2 separate regions of the Sus scrofa genome follow, and region 2 is linked to region 1. The links are chromatin contacts, called in public Hi-C maps. All regions are on one chromosome and are shown on one strand. The core of a region is the stretch at or near the end of the contact, and the rest is flanking DNA. Distances in the headings are between cores, read along the strand shown.

Region 1 (5,899 bases), core at 699-3,198:
ACTTAGTAAAATTAAAAGTTTGTGTTGAATGACTTTTTTTTGGATGCAATTTTTCTAACACAACACTAGGATGAAAGGTTGTTAGGAACTTTTAAAAGTGAATTTAGATTCTACATGAATTTTAATCATCAAATTTGGAAATAGAGTGCCATTATTGAATTAATTTAGCTTTCTAAGCAAAGTGGGCAAGTTTATTTAGACGTTCATATATTTTGCTTTTCCGTAAGTTTCACATATAAAATCGTAGAACTTTTCAACAAAGTATGAATTGGCCAACATGCTTGTTGACACAAGGCTTTGGGGGAATATAACGCAAAATTCAACTAATCGTTGAATATGGACAACACATTTAGCAGAGCTTGGTTCTTTAGAATTTGTTGGCTGTGGCTGGGGGCTGCATCTCAGAGTGGAACACTTACTACAACTCATCTTTTGACGACTTACACGGTTTTAAAAACTGTCTTGAGATATTCTTTTTCTCGTGGGAAGATTTAGGGGATGATGGCAGGAGGTCGTCTTCAGTGATTCTTCCAGCTTTAAGTTTATGTGGTTCTTGCCTTAGCGTTTAAAGCTTTGGGTGTTAGGATAGGTTTTTCTTTTAACTACCTTACATAGGTTTGTTTGATTAGAATCACTGAGATGTTCCGCATATTTTTTTCGGAATATCTAAATGATATTCATTCATCATTTTCTGTGGAGGTTTAGCTTTCTGGATAGTCTAGCAGGCTAAGACCAGAGGGTTGAACTTTACTCGGCGGCGTCAGAGCGCGGCTTCAGGCGGTCGACTCTTGCGCGCCCCCTCCCTCCAAGAGGTAAACAAGTGACTGCGAAACGGAAGGCTGGCACAATCCTGTTCTGTTGCTGGAGACTCCACTGAGAGCGCATGCTCTTCCGATGATGGGTCTGTAGCGCCATTTTCATATGGAAGGGACTGCCCTCTAATTAGGCACGCCGGTAGGACACCCAGCGATAGTTGTTAAAGCTGTGCGAGAGGCCTCGCAGAAACAAGTCAAGGGCTTCTTTGAGATGAACCACTCCCTGCAGCGCTTCGGCTGAGACTGCGTAAAGAAATTCTTTTGTGTTACTTTCCCCCGTGGAGGCCCTCTCCCGGGTTCGCTCCCTCTCCCACTTCCCCCCACACCCGGCTGGCCTTGCTCCTCCGCCCCGCCCCCGCCTGGGACCAGTGCACTATAAAGGTTAGGCATTTGTGATGATTTTGCGCCGACAGTGGCGACCCAAATGAGAGGACTTGGGGAGCCGGATGGGAACGCTTTACCCCACGAGAACAAAGCACAAGTTAATTCAGAGTCCACTATGTGTAGAGGAAACCAGTAGGTGTTCTTCTAAGCTAGGAGGTAGGGCTTCTTTTTTAATTTTATTTTTATAAAGATAGAAATCCATCAGTGGTGGAGATGGAGGTTGGTTGAAATATTAACTATATAGGTAAAGTGGGGCTTGGAGACTTGAGATCTTTAAGTGTGAGGTTTGCGTGCGCGCGCATGCCAGAGTTTAGAACAAGGGTGAGTGGGGCGAGAGAGGTAAAGAATGAGAGAGACAAAGACGAAGAATCAGGAGTGGGAAGAAGACTTGGTGCAGAAAGCGAAGGGGCGCGGGCACATCCTTGCCTGCGAGGCAGCAGCAGCGCCCTCCGCGACCACTCCCAATCCACAGTTTCATTCATAAGTTTCTGGTCTAGAGGCCCCGCCCGGCTCCTCTGGGCCCAGGGCCGCGTTTCCCGTACAGCAATTGGTGGACGGCAACAAAGCCTTAGCAACCGGCTCTTAGTGACCCGCGGGGCGCCTGGTAACTGGGGCGCGGAGCCAGCGCGGAGAAAGGAGCGGGGCTGTCCCTTTAAGGGATGGCCGCGGAGCCGTGAAAGTGGAGGGGATTGAGGGAGGGCGGGGAGGAAGGTCTGGGGGCGGACCCAGGGGGAGGAGGAGGAAGAGTTGCTGCTGAAAGGAGGTGGCGAAGGAGGAGCCGGAGCAGCTGCTGCCAGCCGGCGGGCACCAGAGTCCTGCCCGCTGCCGCAAGAGTAGCCACGGGCGCGATCGGGGCCAGACGTCTTCTCCTCCATGATCACTCTGGGAGCCGGGGGAAGACTTTGCCCGGCCGTGAGAGCTGGTCTGCGTTTCCCAGGCGCGGCGGCGGCGGAGCAGCGAAAGCAGCCGGGTCCGAATCCGAGTGGCCACAGCCCGGGGCGTGTGCGCCCCGCTTGGAGCGTGCTCGGGTTCCCCACGGAATGTCCCCGGGGCGCCCGGCGCGCTGACCCCCTAGCCGCCTCCGCCTTCGGCGCCTGCTCCCTCTCTCTGGCGGGCTCGTTGTTCAGGACTGCAAGCTTCCTAGCTCCCGAGCAGTGGGGAAGCCCCCGGGGGCGGGTGACCTCAGCTGGCCACGACCCAGCCCTCCACCGTGCATATCTCGCTTAAGATGGCAGCGGAGTCAGGGGAACTAATCGGGGCTTGCGAGTTCATGAAAGGTGAGAAGCAGCTGCCCCGCATCCTCCACCCCTCCCTCTCCCCCAACTCTTCACTTCTCGGCTCTCTGTCCCAACCACTGTCCCCAGCTTCTCCTGGGGCCCCCAGGGTACAGCAGTTGCCGCGCGCGCTCTTGTCCCCTCCCGGTTCTATCCTCTCCCCGAGGACCCTCAGCTTCCGGCTTCTCTGTCTTTCTTGCGTCCCTGGTTCCCTCTGCAGCACCCTCGGAAGGCCTCCCCCGCCCGGGAATGGGACAGCGCCGGCCTCTGCCGGGCTCCTGCGTGCAGCGGCTCGTGGGGATTCTGCTCCGGGGGATCCTTTCCGTTGCATTTATCCCCCTATTGCTGGGCTCAGTTTTCGGGACACCTCCAACCACACCTCCCTTGTCCCTCCTCCCTTCCTCTTCTTGAAGTCTCCGGAGCTGCAGAGGAGAGGCTCGCCTCTCTCTTCTCCTTCCGCAGCTGCCGAGGTCTGGAGATTTCTGAACCCAACTTGCACCTCCAGTTCTACGGGTACCCTCAGCTTCTACCTGCTCCCGTTGGCCTGAAACAAGAGGGATGTGGGAGCTCTGCCCCCCAAGTAGTCCCTCAGTCAGATCCTCTTCTCTCTCCTCTAACGTGTGTGCTCTGGGGTCTCTCGTTTTCTGGGAGAGATCAGGTTTCTGCAAGAATCCCACGTGTTAATGGGGTCTTTAAATAATGGCTAGCAGTTATTTTGATCCTGGTGTATTAGCACCCGCCCCCCAGCTTCCCTGCTTCTCATGTTTTGTCCTGTCTTTTAAACTTGTCTTTCAGATCGGTTATATTTTGCTACTTTAAGGAATAGACCAAAAAGTACAGTAAATACCCACTATTTCTCCATCGATGAGGAGCTGGTCTATGAAAAGTAAGTTTCTTCCTTTTTTTTCCTCAACCATTTAGCTTGTGGGCTCTTTGCCTTGGAAACACTATACACCTTCATGGCAGTTTCATTCACCTTCCCCCAGTGGTGCAGGTAACAATACCACATTTTTAGGCTCAGATGCTTGGGGAGAGGTGCACGGAAAATTAACATAATTTGAACCTGTCATCACCCTGTTCCTTTTAGACCTCTGTCTATGTTAATTCTTCCTACCACCACAACAGACTGCAAGTGTAGATTCCTAACGCTCCCCAGAGCAGGACCGGGAGACGCACCCTCTGTCCCTGCCAGATTGTGTCATTGGCTTGTGCAATCAGTCATGGAGTATTTATGGAGCACCTGCTGAGTATAGGGCAGTGTGTGTCTTACAGGTGCTTCAACTTTGCAGTTCACAAGGCTTCTGTTGTATCCCAGGATGTTTTTGTTCGTGCAGCTCATATTTGGAAAGTGGGGCGCACTTAGCTGGAGGTAGCTGTATCCAAGTCCCATCTATGAGTAGGATTTTACTTGTGGGCTAAATTATTCAGTTGTTTTATTTGAGTGCCCCAAGCTTCAGAGTATTATATTTTTTGCCTTTGAGGAAGTGGTATTAGGACTGCTAATTTACTTTCTTTGGTTTCTTTGCCTCTGTGGGATTAGGATTTGAGAGTGTAAGATACAAGTAGGGAACTGTTTTCTGTGAAAGACTGTTGAGCTACAGGAAAAAGATATCCTATAGTGTAGTAACCTTTGAACCACAGGGAAAAGACATTATGTAGTATAGTACAAATTTAATTAAAAGAGAGCTAAATCTCTATTCAATAAAAGCAACATGTAATAAGGAATAAGAAGGCTGAATTAACTTGTTTGTGTCCTCTTATTAAAAGAGCTGGTGTCTGAGTAGTCCAGTATATTCTAACAAACATTTAATTTTACTTTCTTGTTGTCTTAACGAAATGTGCAGTTAAATGAGCATTGCTAAATGAACGAGAGTCACTCTAGCAAGCTTTCTGGGACTTGTCCTCTTCAGAGGCTTTCTGGCAGTTCTGCCTGAGGATTTGTGGGTACCACCAGGCATTGGAAGAGTGAGAGTATTCTTGACCTTCAAGAGCATATCTTTTATTTGAGGGAAAACAGTCTTTAATTGTCCCTTCATCGTGGGGATTCTTGAAACTGATGTCTTCAGGACATTTCTCTTAGTGGTGCTGGGAATGTTTCTTGAATGGCTGAAGTGAAAGTGAGAATGAAAGAGCCCTTTGCTGCTGCTCTTGAAAGCCCAGAGTTGGTACAGCCAGGAGGTCTGAATCCCTGGTGTCAGATTACAGCTCTGCTCCTAGACTGAAGGGAGTACTCGCTGGCTGCTCCCTGACCTTGTGTACCTGGATGATGTCACTGCCACCGCCAGCAGTGTTTATGGAGTGTTCATTCTCTTGTTGGGAATGCGCATTGTTGTGGCTTTATTTTTCTGAGTGTTAAGGTTTGGGGACCTCTCGTGAGTCTGAGGGTAGGGACTGTGTAGACGCCATTATGTTCAATTCTTCAGAGACATGCCAGAGGTTAAGGTGTCATTGAACAAGTTCCAGGCATTGAGGTCTAAGTTGCTTCTCTTGGGATTGCTAGATCTAGGAGAAAATTACATTTAGTCAACTAAACACAGTGCTTAGTGATTTTTTGATTCTAATATTGATAGATGAGAAAAAACTTGGGTGTGGTTTTAATGTTAGTATTTTAGGATAGGGCTATAGGTCACATTCTTTTTGTATTGAGTCTTCTGCATTTCTTGTAAAGAAAGACTTGCCGGTGAGACCCATCCAGTTTACATTGGTTTTTTTTTTTTTTTTTTTTTTTTTTTTTTTTTGGTCTTTTTGCCTTTTCTAGGGCCGCTCCCGCGGCATATGGAGGTTCCCAGGCTAGGGGTTGAATCGGAGCTGTAGCCACAGGCCTACGCCAGAGCCACAGCAACGCTGGATCCGAGCCGCGTCTGCGACCTACACCACAGCTCACGGCAACGCCGGATCCTTAACCCACTGAGCAAGGGCAGGGACCGAACCCGCAACCTCATGGTTCCTAGTTGGATTCATTAACCACTGTGCCACGACGGGAACTCCTTGTTGAGCATTTAAATGCATGCCAGATGCTCTTCTAGGTGCTCCACAATGATCCATTTATTTTACTTTCACAACAGTTTTGAGGCAGCTACAGTTAGCACCCTTGGTGTGCAGATGATGAGAGCAAGGTACAGAGAGGTTAGATAACTTGCCCAAGGTCATAGAAATAAGAAGTAGCAGGTCTAGAATTTGAATCCAAGCCCTCTGGTTCTAGAAGACATAGATATATATATATCTTCTCTCAGACAATTAAAATGATAGTATCATTTAAGGTGGATTAGAGAGGAGGTAGAAGACCACTTAGAAAAACTCTGAAATGTTCGAGGGGAAGAAGTAAGTGCCTAGATTAGGGCTGGTGGCTCTGGTGGTGGAAAGAAGGGCTCTGAATCCATATGCTTTGGAGATAGATCAGGTGGATGGGTTGGTGGGTTGCTGGGG
Region 2 (5,296 bases), core at 2,743-5,242, 95 kb after region 1:
TTTTTCTCATTACCTGGCAGCAAGACTATTTTTTTGTTTGTTTGTTTGTTTGTCTTTTCCAGGGCCGCTCCTGAGGCACATGGATGTTCCCAGGCTAGGGGTCTAGTCGGAGCTGTAGCCGCCAGCCTACCCCAGAGCCACAGCAACACGGGATCCGAGCCGCATCTGTGACCTACACCATAGCTCACAGCAACACCAGATCCTTAACCCACTGAGCAAGGCCAGGGATCGAACCTGCAACCTTATGGTTCCTAGTTGGATTCGTTAACCACTGAGCCACAATGGCAACTCTGACTATTTATTTATTTATTTATTTTAAGCAGTTATTTGCAGCACAGATTGCTGGATATTGTAGTCTTCGACAAGGGCTTGCCTGTAACGTCCGTTTAGTTTAATCTATGAACAGAGACTGTCTTGAAGGTGACTATGTCATCCTCCATTGCAGTTAGTAACTAACTTGGCAGATGATCAGACGGTGCCGTCGCCCCGTGTTGCCCTTTGACACATACCTTGGGAACTAAGGTTTGTTAGGCTTCTCATCTCTCACTGTGTCACCTCCGGGATAATTGTTGTTGAACATCTAAGGTACAATGTTTCAGGCTTTGCTAGAATGTAATCTGGAGGCTGCTTGATTTGCCCTTTAACTAGTTCTTGGATTATGGAACTGGAAAAATGTGAATTTCTGCCGCTGTAATTGTGAATTCTTGCATAGGACTGGAGTCCAACAAGCTCCAGAATGCAGGTAGGCAGGCCTGCCCTCACACCTGGAGGAACTAGGGAGATGAGGTATGCCTCCAGGTGATTTGACTATTCAAAGGACTATTAGAAGCATTTCCCTGGAGCTGTCCTGCAGTGTGGCTTATACCTGTCAAAGGCCACAAGTTGAAGAAAGCAAGATTCCTTCCTAGACCCAGTGTTTCCACATCTGCTATGACATTGCACCCATTGCTGGTTCAAAGATCTGACAGGTTAAATCTGTGAAATGTTTTGAAGTCTAAAATTTCCCACATTTCCCCCTTCCTGTTTAATTATGACTTAGTCTCTGTCCCTTCTTTTACCTCCAAACATCTTAGAGCAATCCTGATTGTTTTTACTCATCAGCTGATTATGATCTGGTCTTTACCTTTGCAGCGCTACTGAAATGGTACTTGCTAATGCGAGAGTTAGCCGAGCCAAGCCAAGCCAAACCAAACCAAACTGAACTGTTGTGCTTGGTCTTCTACTGGATTTACTCTGCGGCTGCTCTCGGATTCTGGAAACTGACTTTCCTTCCCTAACTTCTGTAGTTGTGTCTCCTGCTTGTTTTCCTCCTCCATCCGTCTCTGGCTGTCTGTCTCCTGCAATGCCTTTCTCTTCCCTTTGCCCACCTGAGATGCTGCAGGTCTCTAGGGCCCTGGGACTTCTGGCTTAATACATTCTCCATGAGTGAAGGGACTGATTCCAAGTTTCGACAACCACATATGTGCCGATGGCTCAAATCTTCATGTCTCAAGCCCTGGGATGGTACCTGCCAGCGGGTGCTGCATTCTTGCTCCCTGCAGGTACATCAGCAGGGTGCGTCCCTGGGCTGGGCGTGGGAACAGCCTCTTAAATGTTTTCTGCCACCACTGCCTCCCCACCCAGCTGTGCTAGCAGAGGTGAAACAACCTCCCACGAGGCACCCCTCTTTCCCTCTACCACGCTGTCTCTCTCCAAAGCAAATGTAAAGTCATAATCCAGAGTTGGATTATTATTTAAAGCCAAATGGCAAGGCAACTTAATTGTAGTTTCAATTGTAGTTTCATCTAGTTTGATGCCTCAAATATTTACTTTGCTTTAAACTCATAAAGTGCCAGTTATGATAGCTTATTTGCATTTATGTCACACAACTATCCTGTCAGCCCTATTTTATTGTTTTAGAAGTAAGGAAATATAAAGAAGGCACTTTTTTAATGAATAAGAAAGGCTTGTACTATTTTTAAAATAGTCTTTGTGCCACCATTAAACCTTTATGTACCTCTATTATAGCACTTGTCAAAGTTTAATGCAACTTTTTCTTTAATGGGTGCTTTAGTTTGGGCTGCTCTAGCAAAATGCTGTAGACTGTGTGCCTTAAACAACAGACATTTATTTCTTATGGATCTGGAGGCTGGGAAGTCCAAGATCAAGATCAAGACACCAGGAGACTTGATGTCTGATGATGGCCCTCCTCCTGCTTAATAAATGACCAAATTCTTCCACACCCTCGCTGGGTCCTCACAGGGGGGCTCTCTGGGATTTCTTTTCTAAAGTCACTAATGCTAGTCATAAGGGCACCATCTTTATGACCTGATCGTCTCCCAAAGGGCCCACTTCCTAATACCAGCACACTGGGGATTTGGTGTCAACATAGGAATTTGGCAGCGGGGGGTGGGGTCGGGAGCACAAACATTCGGTCTATAGCAGTGGGTAAAAGGGAGATGGTGATAAAGAGTTGCTCTAGAGATGAAATGAGTTGCATGTAATAGAGTAATGCCTAGCACAGAGTCTGTGGGATATAAATGCTGCTATTATTATTGTTGTCACTAGTTTTCAGACTCCTGAAGAGCACAGAGGAAATGCTTTATATTATTTTATGTGCAATACTAAGTTATAGTCCTTGGCATATAATAAAGGCTTAGCAAGTGTTTTAATGAATGTCGAATTGTGCTTAAAAACTGTTTATCCATGTTGTCTTAGAAAACACATCTGTTGATAAGGGAACCAATCCAATATTGTCAACTTGAAGGTCTGTCTTTTCTGTCTTATTCTTTGTTACATTGTTTGGACTGAAAAATGTATCTGTGATCATTACAACAGAGACATGCCTTCATGGCACAGATTTATTTCTTAGAAGTTATACATATTTACGTTTTCAAGTCCAATTATATTTTATTTACTTTTTATTTTTAATATTTTTTCAATTTTAATACTTTGTAAGAAACTTGGATTTCTTTTTTTTTTTTTCAAATTACATTTTAAATACACCAGGAGGGAGTTCCTATCGTGGCACAGCGGAAACTAATCCGACTAGGAACCATGAGGTTTCAGGTTGCACCCCTGGCCTCTCTCGGTAGGTTGGGGATCCGGCATTGCCGTGAGCTGTGGTGTAGGTCACAGATGTGGCTCAGATCTGCCTTTGCGGTAGCTGTCCCGTAGGCCGGCAGCTACAGCTCCGATTAGACCCCTAGCCTGGGAACCTCCATATGCCACGGGTGCAGCCCTAGGAAGACCAAAAAAAAAAAAAAAAAAAGACAGTCAGTCAATCAATAAATACACCAGGAGAGTTAGCTATTCCAAAGAAATCTGGTGAACCTTTTGTAGCTTGAAGGATCCTATAGTAAATTGAATTTAACTCGTAAATGTATCAGTTTTAAGAATTCAGGTTTTTACTTTGGGGTTTTCCTGTGGTAAAGAACATGTGTGGTTTTTCTGCATAGAACTTGGTAGGCTATAGGCTTTGAACTGGGAGAGGTAAAAACATTCTCTTACCTCATCCATGCCTGGATGTGTATTTATAAAATGTAGTAATGTTGGAAAGTACCTTTAGTTCCTAGGTTTCTTGGAAGAGTGTGTGTGTGTGTGTGTGTGTGTGTGTGCGCGCGCGTGCGCGCACACACACATTTAATTAGAAAAACCAATTCGTATCATCTTAAATATTCTATTAATGATAAATATTAACATCTGTATAATTCACTTTGAAAGAAACACAGATATTAATTTTGGAGGTTTACCAAAGTAAGATTGTATGAGTCAGTTAAAAGCTGTAATTTCTTAATTTTTGTTCTGATTTGGATCTAAGGCCTCAGTCTCTTTGTTTACTCCATCAACCTTATCCAAGCTACTGAATATATAGCCCAGTATTATCTAATGTTTATCTTTTGGGGTAGGCAGATTTGCAAACATATTCTTTTGGTTCTTGTAGTAAGTCCATTGCCTCTCTCCCTATGATTGACTATAAAAGGTTACTCTTTAACCAAACACATGTCTATAATCCAAATAAATAGACGTAGCCCAGTGTATTTATCAGGGCCTGCTTTGTGGTCAAGAATACTGGAATGGTGAACATAGAAACCTGTTTTCTTCAACTGTTCATAAATAATTGGATTTAGCTTTTTGATGATTAGTACATATTTTTACTTTAGAATTTTTAGATAATGTTTTAAGCTTAAGAATTACCTGAGAGGGATATTGGGCCATTAATCTGAGACTGCTTTATTTAAACAAGAATATGTTAATTATCAAAAAGAGTTGCATATTAGATTTTTTTTTTTGGTCTTTTGTCCTTTTAGGGCTGCACCCGAGGCATATGGAGGTTCCCAGGCTAGGGATCTAATTGGAGCTGTAGCTGCCAGCCTATGCCAGAGCCACAGCAACGCTGGACCCTTAACCCACTGAGCGAGGCCAGGGATCAAACCCGCAACCTCATGGTCCCTGGTCGGATTTGTTTCCGATGTGCCAGGACGGAAACTCTCATACTAGATTCTCTATTCAAATGGTTCTAATTAGGTAGCTATGCTCGAGATTTAATTTGGCATGTTTAATTATAACACTTATAGCATCTCTAAAGTTTTATTTAGGGGATCATGGAGATTTTATGTTTGTTAATATTAGATTAATGCAATTCAGACATTTATGAGGTGTCATGTAAAGTTTCAGTTGTTACTTTTTTGACTAGAAAGAAACATTTGCATTTTAAACAGGAAAATGGTACAGCTAAGTTTTGATTTTCGTGGAAATCAAATCTAAAGGATAGTGTAAGTAATCAGAGGCTCTAGATTTCCTCAGTGGCATTATTCCAATTTATTTAGCAAATACTTATGTGCTCTTATAGCAGAGTGTAGACTTTAGACTCTGCATTTGACACAGATTCCTACCATTGAGGTCTGTACCATGTGGTGAAGGAGAGAGACTTTTACGTGGTAATCTTGGCCCAGCAAAGAATTGCCTTCCTTCCCTGCCTGGGACCATCTATGCAGAGCCACGGAGGTGGGGTCTTGGAGACTAGAGGCTGTGTCTGGTGGTGGGGTGGGCTGAAGATCAGTGCTTACGGGAAGAAGAGATTCATACGTTTTGTGATGCATCACACAACTGTATCCCATTTACCTGCAAAGTCTTGGGTACCCCAGCCCTGCCCCATTGTCCCATGGTCTTCAGACTTTCTCTGAGGATGCTAGAGTGTGTGGACCGGAAGCTGACAGCTGGTGATCAAAATCCTCTGATAGATGTATTTTATTTGGTTTTCCAGTATTTAAAAACTTAATTTAAATCAGTCAACATTTCAAATACAGAGAGATTC

The links. A called contact is a pair of places that touch in the nucleus more often than the background predicts.
Region 2: a contact with region 1 is called in a Hi-C map of liver, with 2.1 times the contacts expected there. A contact is called at or near these places in 2 of 5 promoter capture datasets (fetal liver and liver), 14 of 47 Hi-C or Micro-C datasets (blood, embryonic fibroblasts, epiblast stem cells and 6 more) and 2 of 2 datasets of targeted methods (alveolar macrophages and skeletal muscle).

What each region holds. Positions count from the first base shown.
Region 1 is chr4:117,800,617-117,806,515 of Sscrofa11.1, reverse strand. It overlaps CDC14A (dual specificity protein phosphatase CDC14A), which reads left to right and starts at 1,948. Exons shown (of 16, transcript XR_002343573.1): 1 at 1,948-2,476; 2 at 3,269-3,359.
Region 2 is chr4:117,708,612-117,713,907 of Sscrofa11.1, reverse strand. All of the region lies in intron 7 of CDC14A (dual specificity protein phosphatase CDC14A), which reads left to right. Among named protein-coding and RNA genes, the nearest start is that of GPR88, 88 kb to the right of the region's middle.